2 separate regions of the Sus scrofa genome follow, and region 2 is linked to region 1. A link is a contact called in public promoter capture Hi-C data. All regions are on one chromosome and are shown on one strand. The core of a region is the stretch at or near the end of the contact, and the rest is flanking DNA. Distances in the headings are between cores, read along the strand shown.

Region 1 (6,418 bases), core at 1,303-3,802:
TAGGTCTTCTGGTGATGTATTTATTCAGGTTTTGGACGTTTGAAAAAGTATCTTACCTTTGTTGTTTGAAAAAATATTTTCACTGCATATAGAATTCTAGGTTGGCAAGTTTTCTTCTGTTTTGATCCTTTTATGATTTTAAAGGCATTGCTTCACCATCTTCTGGTTTCCATTGTTGTCAGTGAGAAGTTTCCTATCATTTTTATCTGAACTCCTCTGTTTGTAGTATGTCTCCCCTCCCTGCCGCAGTGCTTTAAGATTTTTTAAAAATCACTGGTTTGAAGCAATTTGATTAATATGTACTTTAGTGTGATCCATGTTTCTTGTCCTTGAAGTTCACTGACTTTCTGGGACATGTGAGTTTATAATTTTCATCAAATTTGAAAAAAAAATGGCCACTGTCTTCACATGACCCAAAAAAAGATGAAAACACATAAGAAAAATATTTGTCTGTACCCCTTCCCTCCTCATACCGTCTCTTCTCCTTTGAGGACTCCAATTGTATGTACATCAGGCTGCTGAAAGTTGACCCACAGCTCACTAATGTTCTGTCCACTTTTAAAATCATATTTCCCTCTAAATAGTTTGAGATAATTTCTACTGCTATGGCTTCAAGTTGTACAACCTTTTCTTTTGCTGTCTGGTCTACAACAGATTAACAGATCTCACCTAGTGTGGTTTGTTTTTGTTTTAAATCTTAGACATTGTATTTTCATCTCTTACAAGGTAATTTTTCTGGTCCTTTATATATATATTAACATGCTCAACCTTGCGTCTACTTCTGGACAACTACCTTCTTGATTATATGGCATATAATTATAATTTCCCTTTATACAAATAATAATTCTATTATTTGTGTTATTTCTGGATCTTCCCCCCTTCTATATGGATGGTATTTTTCTGCCTTTTTGCATGCCTGACAATTTTTATTGGATGCCAAAGGTTTTAAATTTTACCTTGTTGCATACTCAAAATATCTGTGTCCCTGTGCTCTTGTACTTTGCTCTAGGAGACAGTTACATAGTAACCAATACTTTGCAGCCTTTAGTTCACTGGTTAATTTCACTCTCCTACAGAAGCAATACTTTTCTGAATCTCCTATCCAGGGCCCTTTGAGGTTGGTTTTCTACTCTGGCCAGCAGGAACACAAAGTATTCATGGCTTTGTGTAACCTCAGTGATTATTCCCTCTGTTCCTTTCAGGTGGTTCTTTTTCCAACCTCAGTAACTTCCTCCCATGCAAACAGAAGTACTTAGCTTAAGTCTCGAGGGGACCCTCTCTAGATCTCTATGCCCTGTGTGCAGCTTGGTCCTCTCTTGTATGCTGCCCTCTGAGCTTCACCTGCTTTGGCCTCTCTGGACTCCCAGGTCTGTTTCCTCAACCCAGGGAGACCTCTGGGCTCTGCTGTGCTGCTCCCTCCCTGGGCTGCAACCTGGAAGCCCTCTCCAGACATGAGCTGGGGCAATCAAAGGACTCATTGCACTTGCTTTCCTGTTCTCAAGGATCAGTGCTCTGCACTGCTTCATGTCAGCATCTGAAAACTGTTGTTTTTACAGATAGTAGCAGATTTTTTAGCCTTTTCAAGTGAGAGGGTAATTCCAGTTCCTAGTCTTCTATGTGAGCTCAAAGTAAATGTCAAAACCACTTTTGGAGGCAAAGTTTTTATTACAATATTATGATTATCTTTAACAGAAGGGAGTGAAGATGCCACTCCTTGGGAAGAATTGCTATGTTCTGAGAAAAACAAAATTTAAACTTCCAACTACTGAAGGTCTGAGCTCCACTGCCAGTATTGCCACCTTGGGAAAATTACCAGTTCTTTCACCAGTAAAACAGAATAATATCTATTATCAGGCTGTAGGGTTTGAATGAGATGTAAACAATCTATGATATACCAGAGGCATCTCATACATTTTAATTTCCCTCTTTTCCTCCTAAAAATGAATATCAGAAGGAGCCATTTGTTAGGGCTCTGCCTGTACTGATAAAGGTAATTCCAAGCTTTTCCCTCTCAAATATATAAGATCCTCTCTCTTATAGGGGAAAAAAAAATCATAATATGCTATTGAAAATCCAGTCACAAAATGTAATTCTAGGAAAACTGCCTGTGAATTTTTACCCTGTGAAATGAGTGGGAAGGAAGGGCCACACATCCTGCCCTGTCTACTTCTGGTTTGGCTTCGGCAGCTTTTTAAGTGGGGAACAATCCAGAATTCCAGCTCTGTCAGGAAAAAGCGAACAAATGAAACAGATGACAAATCATTTCTCTAAGACCTGAAGCCAAACTGGCTCCACTAGCTGCTGGAATGGTAGTAGAAGCCAATTTCCTGGAGTATTTACAAAATCATTTGTAAGGATAATACTTTCCAGATGTTTACAGGGAGGGCTAAGGGTGGCTTTTTAATCTGCAGACTCCTCAGTCTTAGCATATATTCAACAGGCAGTTGTGAGAACGCCACCTCCCACCCTAACTCCTCCCCTCAACTCCCTTATATGTAAAGGCCCAATTTAGGCAGGAGATGGGGAATGAGCTGTGGCCTTTGCCCTTCCAGCGGATACCAGAATCTACAGAAGCAGCAGGTGAGTACATGGCCACGCAAAAATGGAACATGCTTTACGGGAGGTGTTAGCAATGTGCTTCAGAAAGACAGATGAAAGATCAGCAAAACCTTCAAAGAGGAGGTGACTGAATATTTCAGGATACATGCAGAAGTGGCGCAGGGGAGGAAAAGAAAACATTCTAAATCAAGAGAGGGAGGCATACCTGGAAAATGGATCTGCGGCCTGATCTGGATAGGATTGGAGTGTGTCAACTAGAAACGTTTTTAGCTGAAAGTAACAGGATCCTTGACTAATAGAGCCACAAGCGATCAAGGTTTGTTTGCTCAAAATGCTCAGAGGAATATGGTTACTGGCAGTGATTCAGTGGCTCAAGAACATCATCTGGGAGACAGGTTCCTTCCATTTTTCTGCTCTGATTTCTTTAACATGGTGGGTGTTCATCTTTGTACTTTTCACCTCACGTGTGCAAGATCGTTGCCATAGATCCAGATCCCATTAACTAGTGTTAGGAACAGGGGAGGAAAAAAAAAAGGAAAAAAAGGAGTTGAAAAGAGCTTCCCTTTAATCAGGGGGGGGAAAAATTCCTGAGAGTTTCCCAGACTTTCCATGACATGTTATTGGCCCAAACTGGGTCACATGACCATCTTCAGAGGAAAGGCTGGAAAAACATCTGGATGAGGAGGAGTAACATGAAAGGCCTAGAAAAATCATGATCCATCCCCTTGGGCTGGGCATATTGCTGCTTTAATAATTGTAATCCCCTTTTTGAACTTTAAATTCTAATGAACAAGAGTTCTAATTTAAAAAAAAAAAAAAACCTAGATGATTTGATTATACCTCCAGTTTTGTAGATTTGTTAAGAGAGCCTTACTGCTATTCCTGAGAATGACAGGCTTCCAAAAACTGTAGGCTCAGATTTAGATCCAACTGAATTGCTTCCTGTAGTTTTTGCAGGTTTTATCTATATTACAAATTAAATTTCAAAGGGAAGAAGTTGTTCATACAAAACCTCTCTTAATACACTTAAATACATTTCCATCTTAGTAAGGAAATAACTGCTGCCTTTCTTAAGCATCACAAGGCCATTCGATCATTCATGCCACAAACTCTTGAGTATTTTGATGAAGCCAATACCTAGTCAATACCTAGTTTGACCACTGGCCTCCGGTCAGGTTTATATTTAAAATAATGCCATGGAAATGGCACCTACTTTAATAATTCTGAGAGGAAAAAAAAAAGCCTTTCCCCCCACTTCACAGACTGTGCCTCTTCACTATGCCAAGTCTGGTAGGGTACACCTGTCACACATGCCACTGAGACATGACTCTAAACACTCCCACTTTGAATGAACGGCCCCTGACTCACTTCTGAGGGGAGAAAAACCAAGCAAGCCACCTCTTTTCCTTACGACATTCCTTTAGGCTCTTACAAGTCTCACTTTCAATCTTCCCTGAAACAAAGAGGAAAATAAATACTTCATTTCTTCCCCTGCAGAACCCAAACTGAAGAAATTAACGGCAAAGATGTGGCAGGAAAGCACAGGCTTGAGAAAGTAAAGACGGAAACAGGAGCGAAGAGGTAAGACTTGAATCATGTCTCATGCCCCCCCTTTGGCATCCAACCCATAACGACCGACCAAGGACAGGGTCATTTCCTGCTTTGCACCTTTTTAGGCCTTTGGCATTAATCCCACTCTACAGCCGCAGGGTCCTCTTGTGGGACCAAAATAACCTGAAAAGAAAATTCACTTAAGGGTTTAATTGATGGAGTTCCCTGGTAACACAGCGGGTTAGGATCCAGCATTGTCACAGCTGTGGCTTGGGTCACTGCTATGGCACAGGTTCAAGCCCTGGCCCTGAAACTTCCGCATGCCAAGAGAAAGGAAGTTAATTGATGACTGACAAAAGTTTAATAGATATCGAGGAAACAGGCCTCAGAAACGACCTGACCCCAAATGAAAGGACAGCGGCAAGTAAAATTCCTGGGTGACTTCAGCCAGTACAGGTCCACAGGTCCACCTGTGGAAGCCTGGCGCCCCCATCACCGAAGGAGGCTGAGACGGGTATGTTGTGTGCTAAGACCAGGAAACCTGCAGCCCGAGGTTTGCTGACACAATCAGAACGTCATGCTTTGGTGGGGATGCAGACCCGAGGGGGCATGGGCAGCACACGCCAAACTGAACTAAAAATGGAACAGGCAAACTGCAGTGGCTTATGAGCCAGATAAAAAATTACAAATTACACCTGGCCTGAGACCTTTCTTGTGGACCAGATGTGTGTGTGTGTGTGTGTGTGTGTGTGTGTGTGAGAGAGAGAGAGAGAGAGAGAGAGAGAGAGTATTGCTGGGATTTTCAGGTCTGCACAGACAAAGGCTTACAGCCCCAGTGTTAAGGGAGTTCTCGCTGTTATTCCTTTGCTGTAACCCTGGTACCTTGAATAGCATCTTGAAGTTAGTGGGCGCCCAATAAATCTTTGTTGAGTGGCTTTGCTGAACCAAAGTTCTGTATAGTCCATGTCAGTTACCTCCCCATTTCCTGCCCCAAACTGAATCTCCACCTCTACTCAGAGAAACCACTGAATGTACAGAGGGAGGGCAGAGGAGAGGATGTTTGGAACACTGTTGATAATCATGGAAAATGGGAAAACCTAGAAGGAAAATGGTGGAGTAAACGGTTTCATGTTAGTGATTACTAAGCAGCAGCTACAAGGAAGAAACATGTCTATATGACATGGAATTTTTTACCAGTCATACTGTTTGATGAAAAGAGGAAAAAAAAAAAAGGAAAGAAAGAACAGAAGCCCAGTGCATTATTTCCTTTAGGACACACTTGAAGGAGGGAATGGTGGGAAGAAAATGGAGAAAGCGATAGGAAATAGGAAGTGAGTTCTCGCCCCGTCTGTGTAGCCACAGCAAAGGTCAGGTGAGGTCAGGGGGTTGCTGAGAAGAGTCCGGCTGTCCTGGATTTAAAGGCCCGGCATTCAGAGGAGCGTCTCTTTCCACACCTGTGCAGCTGTTCTCCATACCTTCCTGCCTTAGAAATGCAGGGCTCTATCAAAGTCACCGTCCCTGGAGATGTTTCCTGCATTTGCACATCCTTCGAGAGCACCCGCCTGACCCCTGTCAACCAAGGGAGCAAAGACGCGCCCGCATTCAAGGCGCACAGTTGGAATGTGACACCAGCCAGCAGAAGAAAGGCAAGAGGCACGAGGCCAGACTTAGGATGCCAAGGCCAGGAACGAGGAGACAGGAGAGAGCTGCGACAGAGGCATCGGGCGGGGCGGAGACCGCATCAAAAAGCAAGAAATCAGTTACCAGACAGCAATTCTGTCCTCCGGTGAAACGTTATTCCTGGTACCCCTGCAGCCTCGGTTCCATCCCTGGCTTGGAAACGGAGATCCCACATCAAGCTGCTGCTCACCGGGGCCCCCACCCCGACCCCCCCAACACACACGAGCGGCACTCGCTGTCCTCTGGATGTAAAAGAGCACTCACTCTCTTCATCACGGCCGGAAGCTTCAGGCTCCACAGCGTCCTGCTGCAGTTCTGCGACAGTGGCTCCATCGGGGCTAGGCCTCGGCCGTCCTCTGCTTCCAGAGGAGACACCTCGACGTCAGCCTTCCTCCCTCTGCGGTTACCCTTTTCCCTCCTGTGGAGATTTTACAGAGTGACTGAGGCTACAGCTTGAGACAGGAAACAGCCTTAACCCTGAGGTCGCGGTATCCAGGCAGGGGAAGCCCCCTGAGCCCCAGGAGCCGCGGCCCCGGTCTCCTCAGGGCCACCGCAGGCCCTCACGCGCCGGGCCTTGCTGACTCCACACGAAGGGCGGGCGCACATGAAGCCCCGCCAGCCGCGGTTA
Region 2 (6,418 bases), core at 1,461-3,960, 740 kb before region 1:
CAGTCCTGTGGGTCCTGGGACCACAGTGTGAGAATTTCTGCTAAGCAATATTGCTTCTCTATAAGCCTACTTGTAACAGTCTGAGCCTAGCACCAAACTGTGATTTGCATATAAACTCACTTGCATTTTATATCATTTTAATATAAACCAAATTTTCAGGAATGCAACTTCTGGGTAAATCAACAGAAATGTTCTTTGTTTTGCTGGGAACTTGACCAAGAATTGCCTAGCATTAATAATGGAGGTATGATATTTGAATGGCCACCTGACAAGACTATTAGGACATTCATCAAGTTATTATTATCTCTGGATACTCACTTTCCAACAGGAAAATGAATGCATTAGACTAAGAGGTATTTGAGTTATAACTCACTGAAATAATTTCTGTTCTCAAGAAAAAAAAGGTCCCTATCAATTGTATTATGACTTTATCATTCTTTTTATTTTATAATGATTTTTGTTTTTTCCATTATAGCTGGTTTACAGTGTTCTGTCAATTTTCTACTGTACAGCAAGGTAACTCAGTCACGCATGACACTACAATTCTATTTAGAAACATAAAGAGCAAGTACCTGAATCTCATTCAGTTTTCCAGTACATTTATACATGAGCATTTTAATTTTTTTGCTTTTTAGGGCCACACTTGCAGCATATGTTGGTTCCCAGGCTAGGGGTCCAATCAGAGCTGTAGCCACCGGCCTATATCCCAGCCACAACAATGTCAGATCTGAGCCATGTCTTCAACCTACACAGCAGCTCATGGCTATGCCGGATCCATGACTCACTGATCGAGGTCAGGGATCAAACCCGAAACCTCATGGTTCCTAGTTCAAACTGCTTCCCCTGCACCATGACGGGAACTCCTACATGAGCATTTTAGAAAATGAAATGTACTTGTATTCAAATTTTATTTAAAATACCCTTTTCCCCTGATGATCAACTATAATAAATTGAGAAATAAATTACTTTTTCTCAATACTTATATACATTTTAAGAAATTTTTAAAACATTTAAACATTTTTTTTTCTTTCTTCGGCATCTGGAGGTTCCAGGGCTAGGGGCTGAATTTGGAGCTGCAGCTGTCTGCCTAAGCCACAGCCACAGCAACACAGATCTGAGCCGAATCTATTACTTACACCACAGCTCAAAGCAATGCTGGATCCTTATCCCACTGAGCAAGGCCAAGGATGGAACCTGCATCGTCACAGACACTGTGTCGAGTTCTTAACCACAACCTCATGGTTCCTACTTGGATTCGTTTCTGCTGTGCCACGATGGGAGCTCCCTCTGGTAAAAAATTTTACTGTTTTTTGGAGTTCCCTTTGTGGCGCAGCACAAATGAATCCGACTAGGAACCATGAGGTTGTGGGCTCGATCCTGAGTTGCTGTGGCTGTGGTGTGGGCCGGCAGCTTTAGCTCTGATTCAACCTCTAGCCTGCGAACCTCCGTATGCTGAGGGTGCAGCCCTAAAAAACAAAATTTTACTGTTTTTTAACAACAAATGACACACTTTCTCAGAGATTAGGAAAGCAATGTAACGCTGTCAGTGTATCTCTAAACAGTAAGTGTCTTAGCTTAATTATATGCTGTCAGCTTATCATTTTAAGTAAACAGAAATAAAACCTAGAGATAGAGAGTTGGCCCCACCCTTGCCTTTGCAGTTTGTGAGGACATTAGAGAGCATTTCCACTGCTAAGCTTTCAAGGGCAACTTCTTTTGCCAAATCAAAATTAGCTTTCAGGCCTAGGGACCAAGATAAGGTTATGAAGTGCATTTATTTTTAACACCCCAGCACGCTTGGTGTTTTCAAGCCAGGATCAAGGGAGATCAAGGTGCATGAGGTGGACTTGCTCCCTTTGAATGCTTACAAAATACTGGCCATACAAGGATTTATTTCTAACCAGTGTGATGAGGGCAAAAGGCACGTGCCCTAAAGGGCAGGGACACAGGAAAGTCTGTTTTGTTCCTCACCTGTCCTTGATGCTGCACAGGGCCTGACGCCTAAAAGATTCTGAAAGGAGCCCAACTTCCAACAAGAGCCAGGAAAGTCAGAGAAGCTCTTACAGAAAGGGTGATACTTACACTGAACAAGGAGGCACCTGGAAATAGGGGTACCTATTAATTACTGGCGATCAGACTGGTCACCCTAGAATCTGCTCCTAAGACCAGCTTTCTCCCACCCGCTGGTTCCCTTCCTCCCCCCAAGTTACTTCCCCCCGCTGGGCCTCCAGCTTTTCAGCTGTAAAACAAGAGCTTTAAGTGCACTTGTGGGTTTGTGCGTGCGCGTGCGCACAACTAAGTTCTAGAACTTTAGCAGGGGAAAAAAACACAAAACACTTAATCGCACAAACTGCAAATGAGCACTACGTGTCGAATCTTCCCGTGGCTAACTGGCAAATAACATTAACAGGAAACCGACAAAACCCAGGAAAAAAAAAAAGGTAGTGAAAGTTTTGGGAAACGGAAGGAAGAGCAGTTCTAAAACAACTGGGGTGGCTGGGGGTCGCGCGGAAAATTGTTCCGAGGGAAGAAAAGTTAACCGAGTTGGTGAGGACTAAGTAACGAAGACAAAGAAGTAAAAGCAAACTTAACCAGCTCGCTCACCCTCTGGGCTTTTTGCTCACTTTCGGTCCCCTACCCCCACCCCCTCCCCCTCCCAGCTCTCGGTGTCCGTCTCTCTCTGACCTTTAGTCCCCGCCACCCCACCTCTGTCTCTTTCTCCCTCCCTCTCTCTCTCCTCTCTCGGGTCTCCCTCTCCGTTACTTTGCAAGGAGCGCAGTCCGGGGCGCGCGCGGACCAGCAGTGGCTCCTCAGTCCTCTCTGGAGACATCCCTTGCCAAGAGAACCTGACCCTGGGGTCCCAGGCCGTCTGTCGGGCCGCGGCCAGGTGAGGGGCTCGCGCCACCAAGCCCTTACCTGAGGGGCGGGGCCACGCCTGGGTGCCCAGCCCCCGCCACCCCGAGACTCCGCCCACGCTGGGTCACTGGTTTCCGGCCCCTCGGACTATTTTAAGGAGCGCGCGCGACCGTAGTGGCCTCAGCCCCCAGCCTGCCACGCTCCGGCTCCCGCTCCCTCCCCCACCTCTCCTGTGCTCCCGGCCGGCATGGGTCCCCGGCTGGGCTCGCTGCTCTCTGCCCTCCTGCTGCTTCTTTACGTCGCGGGCACCGCGCACTGTGACACTCCTGCCAACTGCACCTATCCTGACCTGCTGGGCACCTGGATCTTCCACGTGGGCCCTGGTGGTTCCCAGCGCGACGTCAACTGCTCGGTTATGGGTAAGCCGCCGGCGCCCTCGGACCCGCTCTCTTCTCGCGCCTGCCCGGGGCTCCTTCCGTTCGGTCCTTGAGCCCTTCTCCGCGCAGCGCCCCCTCCGAGCTCCCAACTAGCTGGAGGCCAGGGACGTCCTGGCTGGACTTGGGACCCCCCTCCGGGTGCCCTTTCCTGCTCCAGGGCAACGATGTCAAAGTGGAACTGCTGAGAATTTCTAACTTCACTTAGTCCTAGTTATCCCCGGCGCCTCAGCACTTTTTACAAGTACTTTTTCCCACTTAATTTGTGTTTTGGTTTGGTGAGGAGGAGAGTTAAGACCGTGCCATTTTATGTTTCCGTCCAATCTGCAGTTTTTTATTGTGCCAGTGAGAAATGAGCTCAAAGACTCCAGAGAATATAGCAATTAAAGTTTTCTTCTTTTAAGTTGTGGGAAAGTGCCCTTATGCCTGGCGATTTTGATTTGAACACGTGTTGTTGCTTCTAGTCTGAGAAAACTTCTGGTACCACTCCACAGTTGCATAGATTGCAGGGAGGTAGTGTATTAGTATATAAAAGTTTTTTTTTTAATAACTCTTTAGCCAGTAATTGTATTTTGAAATGCTCAGAGCCAAGTACAATGCCTAGCTCATGGAAGGCTCTCAAGAAATATCGAGTGTTTGAACACCCTGGGACATTCCAAATGCCTTCAGATGACACGACTATCCCAAAGACAAAGAATTTAGTGAAGGGAAAAGAAAAAAACACACAACCTTGGTTCAGGAGAGGCACTCTAGTTGCACACAAACCCTCTGCCAACCTGTGACTTGTGCAGAATGGGTGAAGCTCTCGGCTGCAATTTCCTTGTTAACAGAACACAGACTGCCAGGTCATTTGTTACTAAAACAGACTTATAGGACTGTCCAACTCCAGATAACTGTAGCATTTCATAATCCTGGGCATCATAACCATTTTTTCTTTTGAAAATTGAAGCTGGAGGTCCAAAGCAGAAGACAAGGGATTTGCACATTTCTGTCACAGAATCTCCTCTTTCAGAGTATTAATTCCGAAATGTGGAAAATATGAGTCCCCACTTTCTGAAGGCTAAAAGTTTAGTTCCTGTCAGTAGAAGTTAGTTCTACAGGCTAGAAACCACAAGTTTGCTGAGTTCTTTAGAAGCATTCACATTCTGAGGTTCTAAACTGTAGAGCCATTTAAAAGAAAGATACCCCATTTCTTCTCTAAAGAGATCATTCCCTTTATTCTTCTGATCTGATAGGTCTTTTTATATTTTTACAGTTCCCCTTTTTGACTACCATTTTGTCTTCTCCCCATTTCTGCCTGTCATTTTCAACATCCCCCCTTTCTCCTTTTCGTCAGTGGAAAAATTTCTAAAGTGTTTGTTTGCTCTGGTAATGACTGTACTGTTCTCTCTGCTGCTGGGCTCCTTCATATATCTTTCGAGCCTTCATTTCAGTCTTGCCTTAGATTCCTCTGGGATTATCCAGAGGAAGGCCATAAAATGGGGAATCATAGCTTCACAAGCCAGATCTACCCAAATCAGAGGTAGCAGGAAAGGAAAGCAGCTTAAAAAGATTAGAAATTAGAGAGGGGATTTTTTTTTTCCCCTCCTGTTGAAGTTCAAATAATTTTCCTTTGTTGTGCATTTTCTTTTCTTTAGGACCACCAGAAAAAAAAGTAGTGGTGCACCTTAAGAAGTTGGATACAGCATATGATGACTTTGGCAATTCTGGACGTTTCACCATCATTTACAATCAAGGTTTTGAGATTGTGCTGAATGACTACAAGTGGTTTGCCTTTTTTAAGGTTAGTTCTGTTGGGATATGCATTCATATTTTTAATGATCTGATACCTGAAAACTTTTCTAATAAAGAGACACTTGGTATTTTAGCTTTAGATTAAGATGATAGCCAGAATTGATACATACCACTTTTTCCAAGAGAAATTAGATGGTGTAATTTTGCCACTTTATTTGAAATTATGACTTTGATAGCTTTAAAAAAACACATCTGATCTGTGTTGGTTATTTTGATAAGTATGAGTAGATTCTTAATTTATTTTCTTTATTACTACACATTGATTTCTAAACATTGATTTAGTCACTTGGTTTGTACTGAATCTGTAGGAAAGATAGAGATTTTATAAATTTCTTTATCTTAGGGTTATTGTACTGTCCTCTTGTTAGCTCTGAGAAATTGATGTAAATGACTCATTGAAGTAATATACTAAATATATAACACACTAAAATACTTATAAAATATATGATAAATATAAAATATATATAATTATACTACACTAAATATATTAATGTGAATAACTTAGTTGACTAAACTAAGGCATTGAGATAGCACTGGAGTTACTCCTTGGGTTAAAGTAAAAGGTAGCCCAGCCAGGCCAGCTTGTTTGCTCTTTCACTAGGGAAAAACTATTGTCCATTCTTAGAGCCTTACTCATTGCTTCTAATTATAGTCACACTCTAGGTTAACATAGTTGAGCACAGATTGCAATCCATCCCTGAAAGCCTTCTGAAGTTGGAATGTTTCCTGTTAGAGTAAATTGTTAAACTAAATTGGATCCATAAGCCTGAGAATAGCTGTTTCTTATTACAGAGTATGAATAAATAAAGACAGGCTTTTTCAAAGGATAGGGTCTATAGCCTAAAACATCTGGTAAGAGTTAGCCAATTACAGGGATTCGTGGGAAAGTGAGAGAATGAGTCCATTAAAGATGGTGGAAGACAAAGCACCAGCAAAACACTAACTTCTAAATTTATCCTGATTCCTCACAGGGGTTGGGACTTAATCACTAACTATGATATGTTATTAACATCTGAACCAACTAAATTTCTTAGAATAAAAACAGCAAATACTTTTTCCTATGAGGACCCATTTTTTAACAGGAAAAAAGAAAAAAGAGATAGAAAAAGTTATCTCCTCTCACCTGGACTGGCTGTTTGATATTCAGCTTGTAGGAACCAGTCTTTCTATGCTGGCTGTTGAGGGCCAGCTGTCTGTTTTATTGGTTGAAGCCTACGCTTGACCAATTATTAAATATTTTTTAATGTTACTCATAGATACTATGGGTTTTTTGTTTGTTTTTATGGCCGCACCTGTGGCACATGGAAGTTTCCAGGCCAGGCGAGGGATTAAAT

Evidence for each region. Promoter capture Hi-C pulls out the DNA fragments that hold promoters and counts their contacts.
Region 2: a contact with region 1 is called in a promoter capture Hi-C map of fetal liver, with 5 times the contacts expected there. The contact joins the promoter of CTSC here to the promoter of LOC110255411 in region 1. A contact is called at or near these places in 2 of 5 promoter capture datasets (fetal liver and liver) and 1 of 47 Hi-C or Micro-C datasets (embryonic fibroblasts).

The regions. Positions count from the first base shown.
Region 1 is chr9:21,022,668-21,029,085 of Sscrofa11.1, reverse strand. It overlaps LOC110255411, which reads left to right and starts at 2,552. Exons shown (of 4, transcript XM_021062619.1): 1 at 2,552-2,580; 2 at 4,057-4,140; 3 at 5,599-6,418. The coding sequence starts at 5,783. The coding sequence ends at 6,247.
Region 2 is chr9:21,758,088-21,764,505 of Sscrofa11.1, reverse strand. It overlaps CTSC (dipeptidyl peptidase 1), which reads left to right and starts at 2,710. Exons shown (of 7, transcript XM_003129741.3): 1 at 2,710-3,275; 2 at 4,928-5,073. The coding sequence starts at 3,104. It overlaps LOC102160855 (a long non-coding RNA gene), which reads right to left and starts at 2,618. Exons shown (of 10, transcript XR_002346978.1): 1 at 1,972-2,618.